2 separate regions of the Anas platyrhynchos genome follow, and region 1 is linked to region 2. Evidence: chromatin contacts called from public Hi-C data. All regions are on one chromosome and are shown on one strand. The core of a region is the stretch at or near the end of the contact, and the rest is flanking DNA. Distances in the headings are between cores, read along the strand shown. Region 1 holds the start of BHLHE41 (basic helix-loop-helix family member e41). Region 2 overlaps ITPR2 (inositol 1,4,5-trisphosphate receptor type 2).

Region 1 (5,635 bases), core at 1,235-3,734, 180 kb after region 2:
ACCACCTGCCCTCAGTCAGGTTGTTTTATTTCTGCTTCAGAATTCAGCTGTGTATCTGCATGGCTGCCGTCTCCCTCGTTTTACATTCTTCAGGTATGCATGGCAGTCTGAAATGGAAAGTTCTCTCCTTCCTCTCGTTACTAGCTTCGCTGACAGGCCTGCCGGTGACTGACCAACCTCTCACCAGTGTCTGCTTCCTGGCCTCATGCTCTGCTGCAACCAATGATTTAAGCACCTTGGCAAACTCCTCTGCTTCTCACAGTGTCTTTGGCTTCCCATTAAACACATTAAGAGATATCGCTTCTGGCTCAGGAAGTCTCTACACCGTGGGCCCCTGGGACCTGGGGGACAGGGCTGGGGAGCTTTCCTTGCACGCAGACACTGCTCAGTCGCTCCTCCCTAGGCATCTCCTGATGGACACCAGGACAGCCAGACCTCTTTTTTGACCCAGTTTTCGTCTGCTCTCATTTTGATTTTTTCCCTGGTCTCCATTTGGTCATCCCAAAAGTGAAAATCTACGCATAGGCTGATGTCCAATTTACCCCAAAAGTCCTTGTTAATTCCTTCATGAATACGGTGCTCCTAGGCACTGTATCTCGAAGGCATTCATTCCCTTACACTGTGGTTATTGACTGACTTGAATAAACCTCCGAAATGGAGTCTCCTCAGAGGGCAGCTTTTGCAATGACTCAGCTGGGACAGGCACTCTGATTCCTTCCTCCTAGGCTGAAAATGGTGGCGAGCATTTGGGATCAGCGGTTCTCTAGCTAGCCCTTGTCTTCAGCAGGAGGCTGTTTTTGCCCTGTGGTGACCTGCAAACCTCTGATTTCCTTTTCCGAGTGATTTTTCAGCTTCTTAACTCTTTGCTGTGGTTCATCTCAGCTTGTAAATTGGTCAAAGCTTTTTTTCTGCCGCTTATTTTCTGAAAAACATTCTTTTCTGTGATGGTCATGCTGCTGATCACCTCTTTGATCCCTCTTGCCATTTTAAACTGGGACTCTTCCAGGAGAATTTTGCACTCTCCCTAGACACTGAAGCCTTTTATCCTCGTCTGCAGGTGACCTCTTATAAACCTCTCTTAGAAGTTTCCAGATGTTGCTTGAACTTCTCTTGCAAGGCCTCCAGCTGTCTCAGATCATGTTTTGCATCTTTTGATCATTTTCAATTTCCATTCCCACCCGGTTTTAGAGGAATCCCACAATCAGGATTTCTCCTCCTGAAAGCTAAGTCTCGCTCCGGACGTTGTTGCCGTAATTTGAACATTTGCAGGTTGTCCCAGAGAGGATGAAGCTGGCAGAGATGCTCCAGGTGTTCCACGAGGAGGTGCTCCAGAAGTGCTCCCCCCTGATCCCTTGTATCAGTTAGGGAAAGCAGGCACCCCACAAGCTCCCCCCTCCTTCCCCAGCCCCAAAATTCCCCATCCCGAGGGATCTGGGCCGCAGCTCTCCCCCCCCTCCCAGCGGCAGCGGCTCGGACCTCTCCCCCCAAACACCTCCAGGCGTGCGGCGCCCAGTTTATTTTTAGCCCGTTTTCGTGGCACTGGCAACGTGAAAATGCCATTAGGCTGCCGGGGAAGGAGCTGCACCAGCCTGCAGTGCCGCTTGCTTCCCGGCCGGGAGAAGAGGCTGCAGCCTGCGGCCCCTCTGCGGAGCCCTCCCCGCTCCCGGCCCCTCGTGCAGCCCCTGCGTGAAAAAATCACGAGTCACGCGTGCGTGTGCCCGTGTGTCACCCCCTCTGTCTGTCTGCCCGTCTGTCTGTCTGCCTGCGTGCGTGCTGCTGCCATTTCCCGGCGGGCACCTCCCCGCCCGCCGCCCCCCCGCACGGCCCGGGCCCCGCACGTTGCGGCACGGCCGGGGGGAGCGGGGGGCACGGGGGGCAGCGACACGAGCACACGGGCACCGGGGGGGGCGCGGGGCGGCGGCGGTGGGAGGTCGGGTCACGTTGGCGGCCCTGTGCGCGGCGTGAGGAGGGATTATGTGCGGCGGGGGGGGGATGGCAGCAGCGATGGGAACAGGGGAAAGGCACGCTTGAAAAGAAAAGGGAAAATAACAGAAGTGTAAATAATAAAAAATGAAATAAAAGGAAGTAAAAATAATAAAATAAAATAAAATTACAAAATAAAATAATGCAAGAAAACAATGCAATGCAATAAAATAATGCGATAAAATAAAATAATGCAATAAAAACAAAACCCTCCAAAATTTAAAAAAAAAAACAAAAAAAAAAAACAAAAAAAACAACAAAAAAAAAACATTAAAACATCAAAACGCAGGGCCGAAGCGCGGCGGCAGAGGTACGCAGGGGAAGCCGGCCTCTCGCAGGGCGGCCCCAGGGGCCGGCGGCGGGGACCCTCCCCGTCCCCTCCCCTCCGCAGCCCGCCGGGGGCTCCCCCCTCCCCGCCCCCCCTTCCCCGGGCCCCGCCCCAGGCCCCGCCTCCCCGCCCGCCCGGCGCGCGCCGCACGTGAGCCGGGTGCGGGGCTGGCTGGCGGCGCGCGTGCCCCGCGGGCAGGCTGGGCTCGGCGCGGCGCGGCGGGCGTGTGAGCGGCCAGCGGGAGCGAGGCGGGCAAGGGGAGCGGCGGAGGCAGCGGGGGGGGCAGAGCCGCGCCGCGCCGAGCCGAGCCGAGCCGAGCCGTGCTATCGCATACTTTGGCCGCTGCACGGGAGAGCGGGGCCGGAGGCTGCATGTGCACAGAGCCACCCGCGGATCTGCAGGGACCGCTCGCAGCATCCCACGGCTTCGACCGAGAGCAGCGACGAGACAGAGGCCGCCGCCAGCCATGGACGAAGGAATCCCCCGCCTGCCGGAGCGGCAGCTCCTGGAGCACAGGGATTTTCTGGGGTAAGGCGCCGGCACGCTGCCTCCCGGCTCGGCTCGGCTCGGCGCGGCTCCCGCGGGACGCGCTGCAGGGCGCCGGGGGCAGAGCTGGCCGCCGTGCCCGGCTCCGCTCGCCCGGTCGGGGTCTCTGGCTCCCGCCGCCGCCGCAGGACCTTTGTGTTTTTCTGCAGGCTGGACTATCCGTCCCTGTACATGTGCAAGCCCAAAAGAGGCATGAAGAGGGACGAGAGCAAGGTAAGAGGAAGTTTTCCGGGGCTGCCCGAATTTCTCGGCGCGGCTTCGCCCCCCGGAGCATCCCCGCCGCCGGCGCTTGCCACTGTCCCTGGGGGGGCGGCGGAGGCCGGCGTGACACTTGTTTTGCTTTCGGTCGGCGTGCCCCTACCGCCCGGCTTCTCCGGGTTTTGCTCCCTAGGAGACATACAAGCTGCCGCACAGGCTGATAGAGAAGAAGAGGCGAGACAGGATTAACGAGTGCATCGCCCAGCTGAAGGACCTGCTGCCCGAGCATCTGAAGCTGACGGTGAGAAGTGGGACTGCCCCTGCGTGGGGTGCGGGTGGGGTGCGGGCACCCCGACCCTCAGCTCGGGGGCCGCCGTCCCTGAGCCATGGGCACACCACAGGCTGTCGAGCCGACGCCTCCCCCCTCTGTCCCTGCAGACGCTGGGACACCTGGAGAAAGCAGTGGTGCTGGAGCTGACTTTGAAACACCTGAAGGCGCTGACAGCCTTGACGGAGCAGCAGCACCAGAAGATCGTCGCCTTGCAGAGCGGTAAGTGGGCCCTGGGGGGAGGCGCAGAGCCGGGCGGCTCAGGACGAGCAAACACCATCCCCTCTCGGCTTTCCCCGCAGGGGAGCGGTCCATGAAGTCTCCCGTGCAGGCCGACCTGGATGCTTTCCACTCGGGCTTCCAGACGTGCGCCAAGGAAGTGCTGCAGTACCTCTCCCGCTTCGAGAGCTGGACCCCCCGCGAGCAGCGATGCGCCCAGCTCCTCGGCCACCTGCACTCCATCTCCTCGCAGTTCCTCGCCGGCCCCCAGCTCCTGTCCCCGCCGCCGGGCCCCCTCACCAAGGGATCCTCCTCCTCTTCTTCCTCCCCGCCCGCCCCCCCCTGCCACAAGCCGGAGGGCCAGGCTAACTGCGTGCCCGTCATCCAGCGGACTCACGCCGCCGAGCTCAGCGCCGAGACCGACACGGACACGGACAGCGGCTACGGCGGCGAGGCCGAGGGGCGCTGCGAGCGGGGCCAAGCCCCGGCTGCGGGGGCGCCGGGGGCGCTGCCTGGCCTGGCCATCAAGCAGGAGCCGTCGGGGGACGAGGCGCCCCCCGCGCCCAAGCGCCTGAAGCCGGACCGCGGCGGCAGCCCCCTGCCCGTCCCACCGGGGCTGGCTGCGAGGGGCGCCGAGGCCGCGGCGGCGGCGCTGGTGAGACCCGAGGCCGCGCTGCTGGGCTCGCTGATGGCCCTGGGGGCGGGCGGCGCCGGGGGGGGGCCCTTCGGACAGCCGGCCGCCCCCTTCTGCCTGCCCTTCTACTTCATATCGCCCTCCGCCGCCGCCGCCTACGTGCAGCCCTTCCTGGATAAAGGCAGCCTGGAGAAATATCTCTACCCCGCCGCCCCCATCCCGCTCCTCTATCCCGGCATCCCGGCGCAGGCGGCCGCCGCCGCCGCTGCAGCCGCCGCCGCCGCCTCCTTCCCCTGCCTCTCGTCGGTGCTCGGCCCCGCCGAGAAGGCGGCGCCCCACCTCCCTCACCCCTTCGCCGCCGCCGAGCCCGCCGACGAGCCCGAGCCTGCCGCCGACGAGGGGCCCTGAGCCGCCGCCGCCGGGCCGGGACCCGCGGCCCCGGGCACTGGAGGGCGGGGGGCGGCTGCGAGGGGTCGCCGGGGCCGGGCCGAGCCGGGCCGGGCCGGGGGAGGCGGCTCCGGGAGCGGGAGCAGGGCCCGGGAGCGGGGAATCGGCCATCCCCCCTTCCCGGGAGCCCTCGGCTCCCGCAGCGGACCGCCGAGGATAAAATTTGCTACTCAGTATTTTTGTAATGTTTGGCTTTATAAATGCGTAAATATGTTAAGGAGGAAAACAAAACAACAACAACAAAAAAAAAAAAAAACACAACACACACAAAAAAGGAAAAAGAAGGAAAGGAAGAAGAATAGTAAGGATACTCTTCTCTCTCTCTCTCTCTCTCTCTCTAAGGTAACTTAAATGTTGCACCTTATCGTGAGTGGGTTCGTACAGTGTCCCTGGGCCCCACTGAGGAACTTGCACTTGGCCGGGAGACCTGGGTGGGCTCAGGGTGAGGGCGGAGGGGCGGCGAGGCAAGGGAAGGAAGGGGAGACCCCGGCGCCTGTGGTAGCACTTTATCGGGGAGCGGCCCGTGGTCAGATGAACCCTGAGCCCCAACCTGCAGTGCCTTGAGCACCCGGGGATGCTGCGAGGTTTTGGCTCCAGCGAGTTGTGGGTGTGCAAGGGAAGGAGGGTCAGACCCATTATGTAACCTTGTGTTTACTTTTTTTTTTGGCTAGGGTATACAGGTGTGGCAAGTGCGTTTGTTCTCACCCCATCTTTATTTATGTTCCTGAGAGATTTTTCCCCCTAACCTTGCTGTATAAAATGAATGTTTCTGCACTGAACTACGAAAAGAACCCCCCCGTCCACTGCCCCCCCCGAGAAAACACAGAGCAATTCATCAGCCTGAATGCGTTTTATCCTAAATTGTGAATGGCACAAACTGAAGGCTGTAGGTAAACCCCTTGCTTTGCATTCAGAGGCGATCAGCCCACGGGGGACAAATTTCTCGTATGGG
Region 2 (5,364 bases), core at 275-2,774:
CTGTTGCCCAGTCCCTGCAGTCCTTGCAGTGTATCGCTGTGGTGGAACGTGGCAGGGCAGCGGAAGGTACTTTCAAGTATCATAAGCCATCTCCTGTTTTGGGCTCGTCTCCAGAGGACCAAATGACTCACCTTCAAAGGTCTCTCTGAAAGTAGAACCAGACTTTGTGTATGACAGTGCAGAACCTAGCAGTTGGCTTGGTGCCCATTTTCTCTGCCTTAAATCAAGCAAACAGTGTGCTCATGGGCTTTGTGAATGAAAGATTTGTTGAACAAATAGTATGAAGTCTTAACAAACACTGATTTAGTAAGCTTGGCTTTGGATTATTTGCATAAATTATTGTTCTGAAGTTGGCTTTTATTGGGAAAAAGCATGCCTTTTTTATTTGCTGAAATGTTGGCATACATGAAAGGAGTCATTTCTCGAGTCGTACAGACTTCAAAGACTCATTCTGCTGCGCTGGCTAGCTGCAGTTGCAATGCCCTTTCTCCTGAAGGAATAATTTTGGGTCAAGGTGGCTCCAGAAACCTACAGTCCAGAGAAAGACAAAACAAAGAGATGTGGACAAAGCACTGTTCATTACAGAGCGCCTCACGGTGTACAGGCACTGAAGATGAGTATGCATGGGATAGCTGGCAGCTTGCAGCTCAGTAAGTTGGATGTCAGTATGAGGCCGGTGCAAGTTGTGATGCATGTTAACTGTGTGCTGCTCCCAGCGCTCAGCTGTGACCTGCGGCTTTTGTATTTGGCGATGCAGATCTGCAGATGGTGAAACTGGTAGGAATCCCATTGCCTGAAGTGCATCTAGCCCCTGCCTGTGACACGGGGAGGAGTGTGCTTTTATCCGCAGCAGTTAATATATATCCATTACTAAATAATGCCTGCCTTGTCTATGGAAAATCCCTTCAGGTGAGTCATACCTGGCGTGATCAGTACGTGCTAGGCACAAGAGGGCAGTTACCTCCCTGCACGTGCTCAGGGGCTGCTTAGGGCACAAGGTGGGAGACTCTCAAGTGGGCCAGGAAGGAGCAGGGACACGGCCTCTGGCCTCTGTGCACCTTGGGGTGAGGGGGAAAGGCATAGTCAGTTGAGTAACCCCCATCTCCGGGGCTTGCCAGGCCCCACACCCCCGTGGTGAGCAGCAGGTGCCCGAGGAACACACGGGTGGCTGCTCTCCGAGCAGCAGTACCACAGCCTGTGCTCCCCCAGGAGCACCCTCAGTTAGGCAGGGAGGCCAGCTCCCGTGGCCCCCCAGCGTGGGGCAGTCAGTGTGAGGAGACAGCTTTTACCTTAGGTGTTGTGCGTGTCTTCACCCACTCTAATCTCCTCCGCCTCGTGAGCGATTTAATGAAGCGTTTTGGCTGGCAGAGGGGAGCGGTCCCGTTCTCCCGTGCCGCTGCAAAAGGTCCCCGACACATGTGAGTGTCCATGTGAGCGGGGCACGCAGGCTGGGGCTGCGGGGCATGATGGCAGGAGAGGCCAGCCGCCAAGCCGATGAGGCGAGGCAGAGCGCCGTCCTCCCCAGCCAGCAGCCGCGCGTGATTATGTAACGCCTGCAGTGTCTGGCACCGCGTGCCGGCAGAGCCCGTCACGTGTCGTGCAACGCTCTTGGCCCTGAAATTCAATTAGGTTGTGCCGAACGATCGTGAGTCTGCATGAGATAAGCTTTTGCTGTTGCACACTAGAAAGCAAATGGGTTGATTAGCCGCACATGAATTGATAAATTGCTCCTGTAATTCCAGCAAGGGTATTTGCATTGCGTATACATCATCATGCCACCAAAAAGAGCCTGAAATTAAGCATTATGTAACCTGGCTCGAGCAGCAACAACAACAGCAGCAACAAAAGGAAACAAACAACGATCTCTCCTCATTCTCCCCTGCCCTGCCACTGCCAAGAGATCACAGAAAAAGGTTTTGTTGCTGCTTCGCAGAGGGCTTCGGTCCTTGTCTTGTTTGCCTCTAAAAGCAGCTTCACAGGCAGCAGAGCAGACTCTTCAGGTTTCAGTGTGACTGACAGGTTGGTTGTCAAGAGGCTGACAGTTTTGGCAAAGCCTGCTGGTTTGTATACACCAAAGTTTGTGCATGCAGGTGGCCTGTTATTACTTTTCATAATTTTTTTTGTATGTGAGACTCCCTAGTGGTGTTACACAGGGGTGTCTGTAGGAAGTTGCAAATGTTCTTGCCATAAACCTCTTGCCTTTTACTCAGTCCTCTGCAAAAAGAGGGTCCTGTGGCTGGGGGGAGAAAAAAAAAACGAAAACAACTGGGAGGAACTGGAGCAGCTTAAAATTATAGCAACAGTTTTCATTAATAAGCAGCCAAAGAACAAATTGACATAACAGAACTGAAGGGCAGAGAAGTGATTTCCCCCATCTACCACTCTGCAACATTCACCCCACCATTTCTCCAAAATACCTTTTTCTAATCCATCGTTCCCCTTCTGCTAGAAGCTAATGTTCATTGTCTTATCCTCGAAAAGAATATTGTTGCCCAGGAACTGAGAAGAAACCAAACCCTCTGAAATTTTAAGCTGCATTAAATCTTCTCTGCTTTCTTAGGGCCAGAATATACTGTTTACAGGCAGTCTTTGTAGTAGTCAAAACATTTTCTTCTTAAACATTTCCCCTGCCACCAATATAGTAAGAAAATAGTCATTTATACAGCTGTACTTGCAACAAAATCCAATGTTGCTTGATAAGATCAGGTATACTGGTTGTGCATTTGGGGAATATTCAGCAAATAATACCACTTTATATGATACATGCTCTATTATCTTGTATTTATTATATTTTCAAGAGGAAGATATTGTTAGAGTCACTTTTTTATTATTAATAAGCATTACAAATTATATATTTCTGATGTTTAGTGAAGATTTTTCTACGCTTTTCTATTTCTATTCCACTGTCTTTTCACCTCATCTCTGTATACGCAGTTAACATACTGATGTTTAAATATACATTGTGATGTGTAGTTACATAACCCTGTCCTGCAAGGAGCTGAAAAGTCATCTTTGACTTTCCCTTCTTTTTTAAAACTAACAGCCTTTGTGGATAATCTATCACTATTAAAAGACAGAGGGAGGCATGCTGCAGCTACATAAAGATCATTTTACACAAATTGGAATAAAATAATACAAATTATACTGCAACAAATATCATATGCTACATTTCTGCTAGCCAGCAAGTCTTAAATCCGGAGTGTATAGATGTGTTTGCTAACGAGTGGATACTGAGTTGATTTAATGAGTTGGTGGTGCAGTCGGTGACTGCTCATTATCATCAGAGAATTTAACTTGCTGCAGCAACTCAGAAAATAAATGAGTATAGCTCAGACTGGACTCTGCTGTAAGTGAATTGAGAACTTTTCCTCTCTTCAGCTCTACCAGAGCTTGGTCTCCAGTGCTTCACAGTAGCCATTCAGAGCTGTATATAAGATCTTTTTACCATACACTGGTGATCCATCCAAGGAGGCCTAAGGCAGTGATCCCAGACCCTGGCTCTTCGCCAGATTGCAGGGCTGAGGAAGAGGCAGTGCCCAAATAGGCAAGCAGAGCCAGAGGTCTTTGTAGATGGAGACTGACAACATTCTCCCTCTCAGAAATGGTGACCACTGTTTTCCCAAGCTGTGCAGGAATATTAGGGCACCAGTTATTATCTAACAGGCATTACAGGAGAAAAAGGAGCTATAAAGGTGTGGAAAGCCCTAAACACAAATTGAGCAGGTTAGAGTGCTTACAGACAAAAGCAAGTCAGAAGTCCTGCTTAGCTCTGCCAGTGGCTTTATATGATGTTAGACTGGTCAAATGAAAACATGCTGTTCAGATATCAGTTACAGAAAAAGCATAAAGAAAACCCTCACATTTTGCTGGTTTGTAGGGATTTATTACTTAGCTATCAATGTGCCCACAAAGCTATGGGTTAGTGGATACTGCTGAAGCACAGCATACCTATAGATATGAGGGCTGGAGTACTTCTCCTATGCAGAAAGGTTGAGGGAACTGGGCTTGTTTAGCTTGGAGAAGAGAAGGCTGTGGGGAGACCTCATCGTGGCCTTCCAGTACTTGAAGGGAGCATACAAACAGGAGGGGGAATGCATGTTTACATGTGTTGGTAGTGATAGGACAAGGGGGAATGGTTTTAAACTAAAATGGGAGATTTAGGTTAGATGGTAGGAGAAAGGTTTTCACTTAGAAGGTGGTGAGGCACTGAAACAGGTTGCCCAGAGAGGTTGTGGATGCCCCATCCCTGGAGGCATTCAAGGCCAGGCTGGATGTAGTTCTGGGTAGCCTGCTTTAGTGTCTGACAACCCTGCCCAGAGCAGGGGGGTTGAAACTAGATGATCTTTAAGGTCCTTTTCAACCCAGGCCATTCTATGATTCTATGATACCTACAACAATGGAATTCGTTTTATTTTGGAGTTGATAGAAAATCAATGTCCCTCTAGCTTAGGGTCTAAGTACAGTACAAGAGGTTTACGTGTGTGCATTTCAAAACAAAAGTTCTTTACCCTTACAATATACAATTAAAGGTAGAACTGATTCATTTTCTTCCTCCCCAGTGCAGAGTTTTAGAATCCGGCTCTTGACTTCTAGGTGCATTGCCGCTCTCACAGGATTTTACACAGAGCTGGAACTCATAGATGTATGTAATAAAACTTTAAAACTGTGTCAAGTTTGGAAACATTCATCTGTGGGGGAGAAAGAAGGTGGAAAAAAAAAAGCTAACCTACAGAGAACTTTAAAAATAGACCAAGTCCTCCAGGAATTCAATTACAGATGCCTACCAGCTGCTTCCTCTGCCTGGGACCCGCGTTTCTAGCTTCTCTGCTCCTCTGGATGTTCCTTGCAGCGGAACAGCCCATGTGACATGACTGATGAACAGATGGATTGGCAAGAGAGGTGCTTGGGTATGGACTCCCCTACTATCCCCCCATCCCACCTGCTGCTTGGGCCATCCTTTCATAGTCACGATTTTTGCTGTGCAGTTGTTGTACAATGTGGATACCGGCTGTGCGGCTACTGCTGGGACTAGCACTTTATTCTCATGCTATGTGCAATGACTTTTTGAAAAGCTTTTTATTTAGGCCCTGTAGCACTGCATCTTACAAAAAAACATTATAAGAATCCCATCTTCTTGGATCTGTATTCTGGCTGAGTTCACAGGCAGACATTACATCCCCCATTTGCTAAAACACTGAAGTACAGATGCAGAGCAAAACTACAGGCTTCATTTCCCCAGAAAATATATGCAGATTGTAAGATATTTGCTCATAAAGGCATACACTGGATTTTCCCATAATATGGACCCTGCCCTTAAGGAATGGCTTCCAAACTCATAGTCCAGAGTCAAAAAAAATAAATAAA

What was found. Hi-C and Micro-C count contacts between places; a contact is called where the count stands out from the background.
Region 1: a Hi-C map of subcutaneous adipose tissue shows a contact between it and region 2, with 3 times the contacts expected there. The contact joins the promoter of BHLHE41 here to the enhancer-like site in region 2. A contact is called at or near these places in 4 of 8 Hi-C or Micro-C datasets (F5 follicle, liver, skeletal muscle and 1 more).

The regions. Positions count from the first base shown.
Region 1 is chr1:75,350,085-75,355,719 of IASCAAS_PekinDuck_T2T, forward strand. BHLHE41 (basic helix-loop-helix family member e41) reads left to right here and starts at 2,485. Exons shown (of 5, transcript XM_027450016.3): 1 at 2,485-2,839; 2 at 3,007-3,070; 3 at 3,249-3,356; 4 at 3,494-3,605; 5 at 3,686-5,635. The coding sequence starts at 2,778. The coding sequence ends at 4,644.
Region 2 is chr1:75,169,202-75,174,565 of IASCAAS_PekinDuck_T2T, forward strand. All of the region lies in intron 37 of ITPR2 (inositol 1,4,5-trisphosphate receptor type 2), which reads left to right. Among named protein-coding and RNA genes, the nearest start is that of SSPN, 160 kb to the right of the region's middle. Within about 2 kb of position 1,525, at least 5 of the 8 cell types and tissues checked have an H3K27ac peak or open chromatin away from gene starts, as enhancers often do. A contact at or near this core is called in F5 follicle and subcutaneous adipose tissue, where this site is marked.